Linked DNA regions of Sus scrofa: region 1 is linked to region 2. A link is a contact called in public HiChIP or PLAC-seq data. All regions are on one chromosome and are shown on one strand. The core of a region is the stretch at or near the end of the contact, and the rest is flanking DNA. Distances in the headings are between cores, read along the strand shown.

Region 1 (6,594 bases), core at 1,584-4,083, 350 kb after region 2:
AGGACCAGCTTGCTTCTTATACAAGGAGCTCCAAGTGAAGAGTTGGGATTCGAACTCCGGGTCCTTCTGGCTCTGTGGCTGGGGCTGTAAAGAAAGCCTTGGCCTGGGACGTGCCAGTCCCTGCCTCTTCCCCAACAGCAAAGGATTCTAGGTCCTAGTCCGCCTCCATTTCCCAAGCAGAGTGGTGGGGACCCCCCGAAGGGGCCAGCTCCGACCCAGACAATAATGGCCAACAGGTTTCACCCTCTTGCTACCCAATATGGCAGCCACTGGCCCCACATGGACACAGCACTTAGAATTCGCTATTCTGAATGGACACGTGCTGTCAGTGTAAAATGCATACCGGGTTTTGGAGACTTAACATGAGAGGAACCATAAAATACCTCTACAGCTTTTTTCTTTTTTTAAGGGCTGTTCCCGGGCCAGGGGTCAAAATGGAGCTGCAGCTACTGGCCTATAGATCTTTTTCGAAAAAAATTTTATGGCCGCCATCTGTGTGTGGCATATGGAAGTTCCCATGCCAGGGATTGAAACCGAGCCACAGCTGTGGCAAGCCAGGTCTTTTAATCCACTGCACCGGGCTGGGGAACAAACCTGCACCTCCGCAGGAACTCGAGCTGCTACAGCCAGATTCTTAATCCTCTGTGCCATGGTGGGAACTCCTCAACTACCTCCGTACCTTTTTTTTTTTTTTTGTCCTTTGTATTTTTAGGGCCACACCCGCAGCATATGGAGATTCCCAGGCTCGGGGTCTAATTGGAGCTACACCTGCCAGCCTACACCACAACTCACAGCAATGCCGGATCCTTAACCCACTGAGCAAGGCCAGGGACCAAACCTGCACCCTCATGGTTCCTAGTTGGATTCATTTCCACTGAGCCAGGACACTGGAACGACTCCTCTGTAACTTTTTATACCGATTACAGACTAAAGTGATACTGCAGATATACTAGGTTAAATAAAACATGCTACTCAACTATACTTGTTTCTTTTTACTTTTTAAACTTAGTTACTACAAAGTGTCACAGTGCACATTTATGTATCTGTGGACAGTCCTGCTTCCAGGCATTAACTTGAGTCTTCCCCACGTTCTGGAACAGGCTGCGCTATCAATCAGAGGCCCCAAAGCTGGTGAGCCAGTACCTCAGAAAGGATGTCCACCAGGGCCTTCTGGGGCTGCTCCTGCAGGTGGTTGTAGTGCTGAGCCAGGACTTGCAGCAGCTTCACCGACTTCATCAGCACCTCCGAGTCCTGGGACCCCCCCAGAAGGGGACAGGGTGTCAACAGGGCTCTGCCACTCCTCCAACTCCCAAGCTAGTCCACACGCGCCCTGGGATCCCCAAGGCTCTTACCTTCACCAGCCTGCCTGACTGAAAGAGGGCTAGCACCCCAAACAGGTTTGCAAAGAGAGCTGGTCTCATCATCCCCTGGAAAAGGATTCCAGGCACTGGTGAGAAGGGCCCAAGCGCTCCCCACCCCGGGGCTGCCGACTTCCCTGGGGCCACTAATTCTCACCTTCTTCACCTTCTGCAGGTTATACTTCTCCTGTATCTGCTGCAAGATGCTGCAGAGAGGGATGTCTTCAAAAGACTGTAACAGCTGCCAGGAGGAAGAGAGGGGCTCAGGGGAGCGGCCCAGCCACATCCCTCAGACCTCAACCTCCTCCCACTTCTCCCTTCAACTTCTGCCCAGAGTCCATGGGCCCCTGCTCCCATCCAAAGGACGCCTCAAAAGCTGCCTACGCCCCACCCCATGCTGGGCAGTGCTGACGATGGAACACTGCAGTGAATGGAGAGAAATCTTGCCTCCCTGTTTCAGAAAGTACTTCCTTTAGCCCCTGGACTGTGCCCCGAGATCCCCGAGACATTCTGCCCCAGAGCCTGCTGAGCTCCCCCCAGGCTGATCCACAAGGACTGGGTGGCCTATAATTAGCCAAGTGGGGGGGGCGGACCCTGAACCCTAAAAAGGTAAGTGAACCCACTCCAAAGCTTACTGCCCACAGTAAATGTACCTTGGTGGTTGGTGAACCCATGTACTCAAAAGCAAACTCACCCTCCCACTCCACCTGCCTGGGCGTCTCTGCAGAAAGATCTTGCTCACACACTCTCTCCACGTCCACGTGGGGACACCCTCCATTAGCTCCGACGCCACCCCAACAACCTCTCAGCAGCCACTTCCCCCGTATCTGCCCTCCTCACTCCCCACCGCTCCGAGTAGGATGGCTGGCCTCCTCCAGGGAGCCACCACCTCACCTGTGCTAGGGCCAGACTGTAGCAGGGCCGGGCTGTTTCACGTCCGACCCCGAGCCCGGTGATTAGGCGCTTCAGGGCGTACTTCATCTCGGACGATCCCTGAGGAACCAAGCACATCCCCAGGTGCACCAGGGAAAAGACGCGTCAGGCACCCGCCCATCCTCGCGCTTCGGCGCGCATTCGCCTCGGCCTCCAGGTTCGCGACTCCATGACCCCAGTCCCGAGTCCTGGGGCCCGCCGCCATATTTTTGCCGGGATCTACGCAGCTTCCTGCCCCCAAGCCCCGCAGATTCCTGCCCCAGGCCCCGCCACCACACCTTTGGCCTTGCGCGCAGATACTCCAGCAGCTTCTCCGTGGCCTCAAGCCGCGTCTCCTGCTGCGGCTTCGCAATGTCCCAGAAGAAGTCCAAGAACTCGCGGCTGTGCTTCAGCAGACCATGACGGTCGGCAGGCCCGGCGCCCGTCTTCGGGACCTCCACCGGAGACACAGGCTCAGCGACGTCCATACTCTCCGTCTCCGCCATGCTCGTGGAACACGTGGGACCTGAAGACTGCCTCTTCCGGGTCAGGTCGCGGCGCGTGCGCACTGGGTTGGGTCGGCTGGGGGCGGAGCCGGTTGGGGGCGGGGGAAAGGGCGGGGCCGGGCCGGGCCGGGGGCGGCTGGGCCCTTCCGCGCTCACTCAGGGAGCTCAGGAGTTTGGATTTTATTCTGATTGTAATAGGAAGTCATTGGAGGGTTTTATGCAGGGACAAGTCTTGATCCTATCCATACTTTTAGCAGACTAGTCTTCTTTGTGTGGGGGATGGATTGCAGGAGAGCAGGGGTGGAAGCAGGAAGACCAGTTGCACAGTGGTGGATTGGACCAAGGTAATATGAGAAAATTCCAGCTAATTTGGAGCTGGTAGAAGGTGATGAAAAAGAGAAGGATGATAGGTTTGGGGCCAAAATAAGTGGGTAGATTGTGAGAGTTCCCCTTGTAGCTCAGTGGCTTAAGAATCTGACTAATATCCGTGAGGATGCAGGTTTGGTCCCTGGCCTCATCCAATGGGTTAAGGATCTGGTGTTGCCGAAAGCGGAGGCTTTAAGTCACAGACACATCTTGGATCTGACGTTGCTGTGGCTGTGATGTAGACCGGCAGCTGCAGCTCCCTCCGATTTGACCCCTGTCCTGGGAACTTCCATATTCTGGAGGTGTGGCCCCTAAAAAAAGAAAAACAAAGAAAGTGGGTAGACTGTGATATCATTTACTGAGCTGGGGGAACTAGTGTTTGTGGGGGGAGCAAGGAGGGAGAGGTGGTGGGATCAAAAGTCCTCTTAGATCAGAGATACCGTTTACAGTGCAGGAGAGGAGAGCTACTGGCCACCCCTATTTCTTGGCTTGACAAGCTGTCTCTAGAGGGTTATAGTTCAGAGAGACCCCAGCCCTTAGGGAGGCAGGGAGGGGAGGGCCTTGGCTACCCAGATCCGGCCCCTTTTGTGGCCCCCGGGGCACCTCCTACTCACCCTCTCAACCCCTCCCTCTGCTGTCTGTTTCAGAAAATGTGAATAAGCAGTTGGGAGTTTCCTTTGTGGTGCTAGCGGTTAACGAATCTGACTAGGAACCATGAGGTTGCAGGTTCGATCCCTGGCCTTGCTCGGTGGGTTGGGGATCCGGTGTTGCCGTGAGCTGTGGTGTAGGTTGCAGACGCTGCTCGGATCCCACGTTGCTGTGGCTCTGGCGTAGGCCGGCAGCTGCAGCTCCGATTTGACCTCTAGCCTGGGAACGTCCATATGCTGCGGGAGCAGCCCTAGAAAAGGCAAAAAGACAAAAAGAAAAAAAAGAAAATGTGAATAAGCAGTTTACTTTGTACACATGGTGCCTCAGGAGGCAGAAGGTAAGCAGAACAGGGGGGGAGCAAAAAATCACCAGGCACCAGCTCTGCATCTGTGGGCGAAGCCTGGACCACAGGCACCTCAAAAGCTGATGTGAAATTAACCAAGCAGCAGGAAGGGCACATGAGAGCCAGGAGACTTGATCTTTATTTTGTTCCCAGCCCTCTCGAGGGAGATTAGCAGCTGTGGCCTGAAGGGGAGAATGGACATGCCAGCAATGCCCAGGCTCTGTCTGCTCTGCCCAGGGGCTCAGAGCCCAGGCTGGGGGCATGGGGGCATTGGGGCATGGCATTCTCCCACCTGTCCTACCCAGACTGGATCCAAACGCTAGCCCTGGTATTCGTTCCTCATCGTCCTTAGGCTCCGTAGCTGATAAAAGATTTGGAACTCGAGTCCAGGCAACTGACCAGGTCCTGAGCCATCAGTGAGTGCACACGCCATGCATGCTCTTTATGCACACCATCGCTGCTGGGCCTGCTCTGCCCCTGCCTCCAGGTTGGAGACTCCCACCTGCCCAACACTGCCCCCTCCTTAAAACCCCTGGAAGGGGCAGCAGCCCCCGGGGACACTGGAGACATGGGAGTGCTCTGAGTGGGCTGCCACCTGGAGTAGGGTTGCGTGGCCACAAGCTCTGAGGCTCCCTGTTGGTCCTTGCTGGGTCTGGTGCGGGTGCTGAGCCTGGGTTTGGGGCCTGGCCAGGTGGCTGAGCAGGGCGTGAGACATGACTCTGGTCACTGTGGGGGTCCCTGAAGCCACCAGCCCCAACACATCGGTCTCTGGGTCATCTGGGCTACCACGAAGGATGAGGGGACACGCCCAGGCACTAGTTGCAGACTTGGCCACTAGGTTGCTGAGTAGAACCCCGGTGCTTGGGGACAAGTGTCCAGAGCCAAAGGAGCTGTTGAGAGAGGAGGTGAGAAGCAGCACCGAGCCGCTGCTGTCCACGGTGGCGAGGACACTGCTCATGGGGGTCACAGCGGCTGGTGGGAGTGGTGGGCAGGGGTTGGGGCTGGGTCCTTCTGAGTGAAGGGCTGCCTCTATTAGTTCCAGCAGTTCCGGGCCAGCTGAGGGGCTGGGGGTGGTGAACACGGTGCCCTGGGACACAGGGAGCTGCAGTGCCGGCTCCAGGGTGGGCATGGGCCTGGCTGAGGGGCCCTCCAGCCCCAGGTCTCTGGCCAGCAGACTCAGTAGAGCCTCTCCAGCAAGGTCCGGGGTGCGGGCCAGGGCAGCCCTGCGGAGCACAGCTGCCAGTTTGGGGTTGGTGGCACGGGCCCCAGGGCCCAGGGGCATCCCGTCCATCTGGCAAAGGAGTGGACAGATGCCCTTTGGGCCCTGGGCTGCCAGAGCCCTGGCCAAGGGTGCGTCCACCAGGAAGCCCTCTTGAGCCAGCGTGGTGGGGCCCAGCAGCAGGTGTGGCCAGGGCAGGCGGCCAAAGCGGGCATGTAGCAAACTCAGGGCGGGCAGAGCCGAAGGCAGCCCCAGCCCAGGGGCCAGGGCCTGGGCTGGGCCTGACGTCAGGGCAGTTGAGTTGCCCGAGGAGCCATTGTGGAAAAGGCCCCAGAACGTGGCACCTGGAAGGAGACAAAGGGGTCACACAGGGTCAGGGGCACTGACTGGGGCCAGGGGCACTCAGTAGTCCCTGTAACCTCTCCCCTTTTTTTCTTTTTAGGGCTGTACCTGTGGCATATGGAAGTTCCCAGGCTAGGGGTCAAATCGGAGCTGCAGCTGCCAGCCACAGCCACAGCCACGCTGGATACTTAACCCACTGACCAGGCTGGGGATCAAACCTGCATCTTCATGGATACTAATTGGGTTCTTAACCTGATGAGCCACAGTAGGAACTCTGGTCCCTGTAACCCTTCAACTGAAGGGTCACTGACAACCTGGGGTTAGTGACTGATCACAGCCTCAGGTTGAGGCTACTGCCTGAGTCCTGCTCACTAGCCAGCCTTGAGGTCAAGGCCACTGACTGCCTAAGTTGGGATTGTGGGTCACTCAGGTTGAGGCTACTGCCTGGGTCCTGCTCACTAGCCAGCCTTGAGATCAAGGCCACTGACTGCCTAAGTTCCAGGTTCCTGATTGGGCCCAGGGTCAGGGTCACTGTCTGGGATTGTGGGTCACTGACCTAGCCCTGTGGCGTGAGGATGCACCACTGCCAGACACAAAGCTGCTCCAACTCCAGCATCCACGACATTGCCCCCAGCAACAAGCAGCTCTTGGCCCAGCTGGGAGCACGTGGCTGTGGCAAGAAAGGGACTGTCATGGGGGTGCTGGGACCAGTGACCCCAGCTGCTTCCCTCCCCCGAGCTGCTTCTAGCACTGACCTGCAGGGCTGATGATGGCGCCGTGGTGGTATACACCTGGCCTGTGGGAGTGCCCGCTGCGTGGAGGGGCCCCAGAGCCCAAGGTTCCTGGAGAGCCACCGCTGCTGTGGAGCTGCCTCACGGCCAGGGAGAAGCCAATGGCCAG
Region 2 (6,841 bases), core at 2,445-4,944:
ACGGAGCTGTCTCATGGACACACGAGACTCCACTTGGCCAACTGGAACGCACCTTCCCCTCCAGATCCTCCCTTCCCCAAAATGGCACTGTCATCTTTCCCACTGCTCAATGCCAGAAGCACCCTTGATTCCTTTCTTGTTTTAATCCTCCTCCCACCCCTAAATCTCAAGAACGGCTTATTCTACTTCCTAAATAGCTCTCAAAATTGTGCACGTCATACTATCTTAGCTACCACTACCAGCCCAAGCCACCCAATCTCTTACTTGGACTGTTGTAATAGCCCCCTAACGGGATCTGCCTGGATCCATCTGACCCTCTACCAACTGGTTCTCCACAAGGCAGCCACAACCATCACGGCACTTTGCTTAAAACTTCACTATTTCCAAACTCCTGTTTAACAGATGCTGCAAAGGACTCCCCCAACCTGGTCCCCACCTGCTTCCTAGTCTGGTTCTCCTGCTGCATCCCACCACCTAGCCATGTGAGTCAAAGACTGCTAAACTGTAATCCAATGTCTGTTCTCCTCTTCTTCCATAATTCAATCTTGATTTTTAGCTTAATAAATGGTCATGGAATAAGGATCTTTCCCAGCCTCCCTTGCAGTTAATGTGGTCATGTGACTGGGTTTGGGCCATTGGGATGAGCCATGCCCTCAGGAGAGGTGTTGGCTCCCTTCTTCCTTTTCCCTTTCCTGCCGGATAGACTGTGGAAAGTGAAAGCAAAGGAGTCACTTGGGTCTTTAAGTGGAGGGTGACAGCACAGCAAGACGGACGGAGCCAGGCCCTTGATAACTGTGAAACTGCCAGAGCACTCCGGGACCGCCTACCTGGACTTTTACATCAAAATCTCCTTTATTGCTTCAAGCACTGATGCACTAGGTTTTCTGTCCCTTGAAGCAGTTCTGTAACCCTAACACATCATACCATTTTTTTCAGATGCTCCACCCTCTAGACTTGGGACTTGGGCATGCAACGCCCTCCGCCTGAAACACTGCTAATGCTTTCTGCTCCTTGTCTGCTTTCAGTCCTCAAATCTGAGCTGAAAAGTCTTCCTTGACACCCTAGATGAGGTTAAATACTCCTGTTACTTTTTGTCTTTACTCATCTCCTTGGATAACACTCACCACACCTATTATTGCTGGGTGATGTGTATCTCTTTCAGTACTGGATACTCTTTGAGAGCAAGCATCTGCTTTGCCCACTGTCATCCAAGCGCTTGGCACTCAGCACATGCCCAACAAATATTTGCTCAGTGAATGAATGGGTAACGTCATGGCCCTTGAGTGATTTCTGGACCACACCTCTAGGACTTCTTGGCCTTACATCACAGGACTCTTTTAGCTCTACTTCTGTCAGACACCCTCACCACGTAAACACTTTCTCTCCATTCTCTTTTGGACAACTGTGAAATGCGCCAACTCCTTCAAGAAATCTGCACAGCTCTTCTGACACCATGTCATTTTCTCACAATACACCTAGGACTAGAATGGAAATTATTATGTGTGCTCCTGGAATTCAAAAAAAAAAAAGAGTAGGAAAACGAAAACCTTCACTGTGTCACATGACCAACACCAACATTTTCAAGAGACAGGATGAGTTACAGGTATTTTAAAAGGAAAACAGAAGAAACAAACCACATTACCTGAAGTCTGGCCACGAGGAGGAAAACATTCTTAAAGTATTTTAAAAAACCTCTGGTTTGAAAGTGTACATCACTTTTGAATGGCATCTTGAGAACCTGTCAGTTTACTGCTTTACATGTTCACCTTTCATTGACACTGAATATACTACGTAGTTTACCCATTCTGACAAATTAAGCACCTTTTTGCTACTACACTGTAGAAAGAGGGCCCAGGGGAGTTCCCGTCGTGGCATGGCAGAAACGAATCCTACTAGGAACCATGAAGGTGTGGGTTCGATCTCTGGCCTCGCTCAGTGGGTTTAGGATCCAGCGTTGCCATGAGCTGTGGTGTAAGTTGCAGACGTGCCTCGGATCTGCCCTTGCTGTGGCTATGGTGTAGGCTGGCAGCTGTAGCTCCGATTACCCCTAGGAAACCTCCATATGCTGCGGGTGTGGCCATAAAAAAGACAAAAGACAAAAAAAAAAAAAAAAAAAAAAGAGAGAGAGAGAGAGAGAAAGAAAGAAGCAGGGCCCAGGAAGGAGGTAGCAGGACACAGAACAAACAAACAAACCAAAAAACTCCCCAAGAAATCTGAGTGACAGTTTCAGTTTTGTCAACTGATTCACAGGGCAAGCCTAGATCAGTTCTCTTTTAAACTCTGAAATGAAGTGTTTGGGGGAGTTCCCATTGTGGCACAGCAGAAAAACCTGACTAGTATCCATGAGGATGCGGGTTTGATCCCTAGCCTCACTCAGTGGGGTCCGAGACCTGGCGTTGCTGTGAGCTGTGGTGTAGACCACAGCCAAGGCTCGGATTCAACATTGCTCTGGCTGTGGTGTAGGCTGGCAACTGAAGCTTCGATTCGACCCCTAGCCTGGGAACTTCCACATGACGAGGATACGGCCCTAAAAAAATAAAATAAAATGAAGTGTTTGGTATAGATAATTGCCAAGATCTCTTCTAAGGAAAACATTTTCTTGCCGAATCAATTCACTGTTCATCACTTAGCAGAGATGACGTTGATGATTATGCCCCAAACTGTACAATTACAAGTAGTCACATGAAACCTGGTATTTGCCTATCAGTTTTAGGTTCGAGGGACATTTAAGAGAGTCTAAAACATGGTTCTTCAAAAACCTAAAAGCTAACATGTGTTTTGGAAAAGCCAGTTTTTGTGGTGAGAGTGCCTTTCAGAATGTGAATTTTTCCAGTAAATGTTACTCTCCTCCCACATTTGCTGGGCCCCCACACTGGATTTGGAAGGTGCGGGCTAAAAACCCACGAGCCTATAAAACAGAATGGTTCTCATGGCCACTCCCTTGATCCCTGCACCACATCTTAAACCATTCTGGAGCATGATCACTAAGCTCCAGAGGGCAGCTGAACCAGTGTCAGGGGACAGCGCAAAGGTCTGTACTACAGCAACATGCAGACACATCTAGGCTTGGTCAGTACTTCTGAGTAAGAACGACCTAGGCTTTCTACATGCCCAGTAAAGGTTAAAGAGATTCACAGTCGACCCGCTCGAGCAGGCTGGAAGCGCCAGTATAGGTCCCGGCACACCCTTGCTCCTAGTTTCAGAACCTGCAGACCCTATGGATTCCCGCCTAGGCTCTCCAAAGCCACCACCCACCTCTTCACGCCCTTGGGGATGACTGCCCCTGCCCCCGCCCCACAATCTCCAGTCAGCCCTGACCTCCTCGAACTGCTCGCCCGAGCAGCCGGCGCCACGAGCCTCCAGCACCTCCCGGAACTGCTCCAGGGTGACGGACTCCTCGCCGCGGCCCAGCCGTTCTTCCAGCCAGCGCAACAGCGCGCCGTGGTGCCTAGACACCAGAGACTCGCAGGGTGGGGTGGGCCGCAGCGCAGCCGCCGCCTCTCGCAGCCGAGCCGGCTCCAGCAGAGCCGCGGCCGGGGGCAGCGCCGGGGCCGCGGGGCCCGGGCCGGGGGTCGTGCCGGAGTCCGCGGCCCAGTCTTGGTGCGGGCTCCAGCCTTCGCCCCCGGCGGCTCCCGCCTCGTCTTCACTGCTGTGACTCGGAGCGTTCCCCATGGGGTTTCCGCCTCGGGCGCCCGGCTCGGCCGCCGCCGCCGCCTCCCCGCCACGACCTGTCAACCTCCGACGGCACCCGGCGGGCGGGGACGGGGAGGGGACGACGGCGGCGGCTGCGGCTTCCGGCTTCCTCGCCCACAAGCGAGGACTACTGTCGCAACGACGCCGTCAGGCGGACTCCACCGGCTGTCGTGAAACAGCTAACCGAGGACAGCCGGATTTCCAGGAGGGTGCGTCTCCAGTTATGTCTACGTCATCCCCCAGCCTCCTTTTGCCACCATCTTTGTTGGGGGCGGCAACTTGAGGGCCCAGAAAGCTTGTCGCTGCTCACTTTCTCGGTATCGTTCCACGTTCACTACCTATGCTGGTAAAGTACGAGAAAGAGTTGGAGCTAAGTAGTGACGCTTTTGCCAAAGACTTCCCTTTCCGTGGTCCCCTTAACGACAGGAGGACACGGGAGAGCGCGCGTCGCGCCGATGACGTTGCGGCGGCTCCTCCACCATCTTGGTTGTGGACGGAGGTGGCAACTTCGGAGCAGCGGAGGGGTACAGCTGTCTAAATGCCGAGGCTCGGCGGGCGTGGGCTCTGGCTGGGCCTGGCCGCGGCGGCGGTGGCGGCGATGATCGCTCGGCTGACAGGCTGGTGGAGTCCCCGCGCTGACTTCCGCCTTTTCATACCCGAGGAGCTGGCCCGCTATCGCGGCCGCCCTGGGGACCCTGGCCTCTACTTGGCCTTGCTCGGCCGCGTCTACGATGTGTCCTCTGGCCGGAGGCACTACGAACCTGGGGCCCCGTATAGCGGCTTCGCAGGTATTAGCCGGGCGGCTCCCGCCGTTTCCTGCTACGACGCGGGCGGGTTGCCGACTGCGTTTCATTCATTCACTCATTCATTCGTTCCTTCGTTTATTCATCTGCTTTTTTTTTTCCTACCCACATTTGTCAGACCACTTTGGGGGCCGTTCTCAGATACATCATCGTTCTGGTCTGTTTTGACTCTGGCAGGACTGTGGGCACCTGTTACCTGCCTCTGTCCTGTCTCCCCACCGCTCTTCGTGACTTAGGTTGAACAAATACATCTCTTGCCTGTTGTTCACTCTTTCACCGCCAGTAGAATACCTACTTTGTGCCACATTGCCTAGCTCTCAAGGCAGAGATGAGTGAGGCCCTGGCCCTGCCCTCAGAGTTGCCCTGCTGATTAATCATTTCTATAGTGTGTTCCAATCCAAAGTGACTTTTCTTTCACCCCACTCCAAATTTTCCCTAAGAAGCTTGAATCGTTCTTGCTTCTAGTATAGACGTACTTGTCTGCCTTCCTTGAAAAAGCTTATCAGAGTTCCCTGGTGGCCTGGTGGTTGAAGATCCCACTTTGCTACTGCTGTGGCTGGGGTCACTGCTGTGGTGCAGGTTCATTCCCTGGCCCAGGAACTTCTCAATGCAGTGAGCATGGCCAATAAATAAGTAAAATCCATCCTTTTTAAGAGAGTACAATTCAGTGTGTTTTTGTTTTCATTTTGGCTGCCTGGCGGCATATGTAGCTCCCAGGGCAAGGATCAACTCCAGCTGTGTCAATGGCCAAATACTTTAACCCACTGTGCCCAGAGGGGGATAGATCCTTTGTCCTGGTACTGCAGGAACATGGCTGATCCCGTTGCACCACTGTGGGAGCTCCATCAGTGGTTTTTAACATAGAAAGTTGTGCAAACACCACCACTAACTAATTCCAGAGCATTTTTTATCATCCCCCAAAGATACTCCTTATCTGTTAGGAGTCATTCCCCATTTCCTCCTACTATGCCCCTGGCAACAAATAACCTACTTTTTTTCTTTTTTAGGGCCACACCCACAGCATATGGAAGTTCCCAGGCTAGGGGTAGAATCAGCTGCAGCTGCCAGCCTTTGCCACAGCCACGTCGTGGAATCTGAGCCACATTCGTGATCTATGCTGCAGCTTGTGGCAATACTGAATCCTTAACCCACTGATCAAGGCCAGGGATTGAACCTGCATCCTCATGGATACTAGTCGGGTTCTTAACCTGCTGAGACATAACGGGATCTCCTATTTGTTTTCTTTTTGATAATAGCCATTTTGACAGGGGTGAGGCGATATCTCCTGACTTTGATTTTCATTCCCCTAATGATTAGTGATGCTGAGTATCCTTTGGGAAAAATGTCTCTTCATGTCCTCTGCCTTTTTCTTTTTCTTTTTGGCCACTCCTAGAGCATGCAGAAGTTCCCAGGCCAGGGATCCACAGCAATAACTAGAGCCATGACAAAGCTTAACTTGCAAGATTTTTTTTGGGGGGGGTGGGGGGGTTGATGTTGAGTTATATGAGTTCTTTGTATATTTTAGATACTAACCCTTTTTCAGATGTATTACTTGCAAATATCTTCTCCCTTTCAGTAGGCTGCCTTTTCATCTTGTTGATAGTTTCCTTTGCTGTGCAAAAGTTTGAAGTCGTTTCCTTTGTTTAGTTTTGCTTTTGTTTCCCTTGCCTGAGGAGACATATTCCCCAAAATAACGCTAAGACCAATGCCAAAGAGCATACTGCCTATGTTTTCTCATGGGAGTTTTATGGTTTCGGGCCTTCACTCTCTTGCAGTATCCTTTAATGCACAAAATATAAAATTTTTCACCAAATCCAGTTTATTTTACCTGCGATTGCTTGTGCTTTTGGTGTCCTAAGAAACCATTGCCTCATCCAAGGTCACAAAGATTTACGCCTATGTTTTCTTGTAAGAGATAGTTTTAACTCATATTGATTTGAGACAATTTTATATATGGTGTGTGGTAATTTCATTCTTTTGCATGTTGCTGTTCAGTTATCCAAGCCCCATTAGCTGTGAAGACTATTCTTTTCCTCATTGAATTGATACTCATATTGAAAACCAAGTGATTCTAAATGAGCGGGTTTCATTCAGTCAGTATTTTATTGAGAATTTACCAAAAATCAGGCACAATGGCATTCCCTTCATGGCTCTGCAGTTAATGAACCCAGCTAGGACCCATGAGGACATGGGTTCGATCCCTGGCCTCGCTCAGTGGGTTAAGGATCTGACGTTGCTGTGAGCTGTGGTGTAGGTTGCAGACAAGGCTTGGATCTGGCGTTTCTGTGGCTGTGGCTGTGGCGTCGGCTGGCAGCTGTAGCTCTGATTTGACCTCTAGCCTGGGA

What was found. HiChIP or PLAC-seq counts read pairs in DNA pulled down with a chosen protein or histone mark.
Region 1: an H3K27ac HiChIP or PLAC-seq map of skeletal muscle shows a contact between it and region 2, with 5 times the contacts expected there. The contact joins the promoter of MYBBP1A here to the promoter of ZZEF1 in region 2. A contact is called at or near these places in 1 of 5 promoter capture datasets (liver) and 1 of 2 datasets of contacts at active chromatin or transcription factors (skeletal muscle).

Annotation. Positions count from the first base shown.
Region 1 is chr12:50,503,252-50,509,845 of Sscrofa11.1, forward strand. MYBBP1A (myb-binding protein 1A) reads right to left here and starts at 2,834. Exons shown (of 26, transcript XM_005669133.3): 1 at 2,570-2,834; 2 at 2,253-2,351; 3 at 1,516-1,599; 4 at 1,353-1,427; 5 at 1,144-1,251. The coding sequence starts at 2,776. It overlaps GGT6 (gamma-glutamyltransferase 6), which reads right to left. Exons shown (of 4, transcript XM_021067705.1): 2 at 6,450-6,594; 3 at 6,251-6,364; 4 at 4,250-5,696. The coding sequence ends at 4,657.
Region 2 is chr12:50,151,564-50,158,404 of Sscrofa11.1, forward strand. It overlaps ZZEF1 (zinc finger ZZ-type and EF-hand domain-containing protein 1), which reads right to left and starts at 3,695. Exons shown (of 56, transcript XM_021067699.1): 1 at 3,319-3,695. The coding sequence starts at 3,672. LOC100520452 (neuferricin) reads left to right here and starts at 3,653. Exons shown (of 4, transcript XM_021067695.1): 1 at 3,653-3,902. The coding sequence starts at 3,671.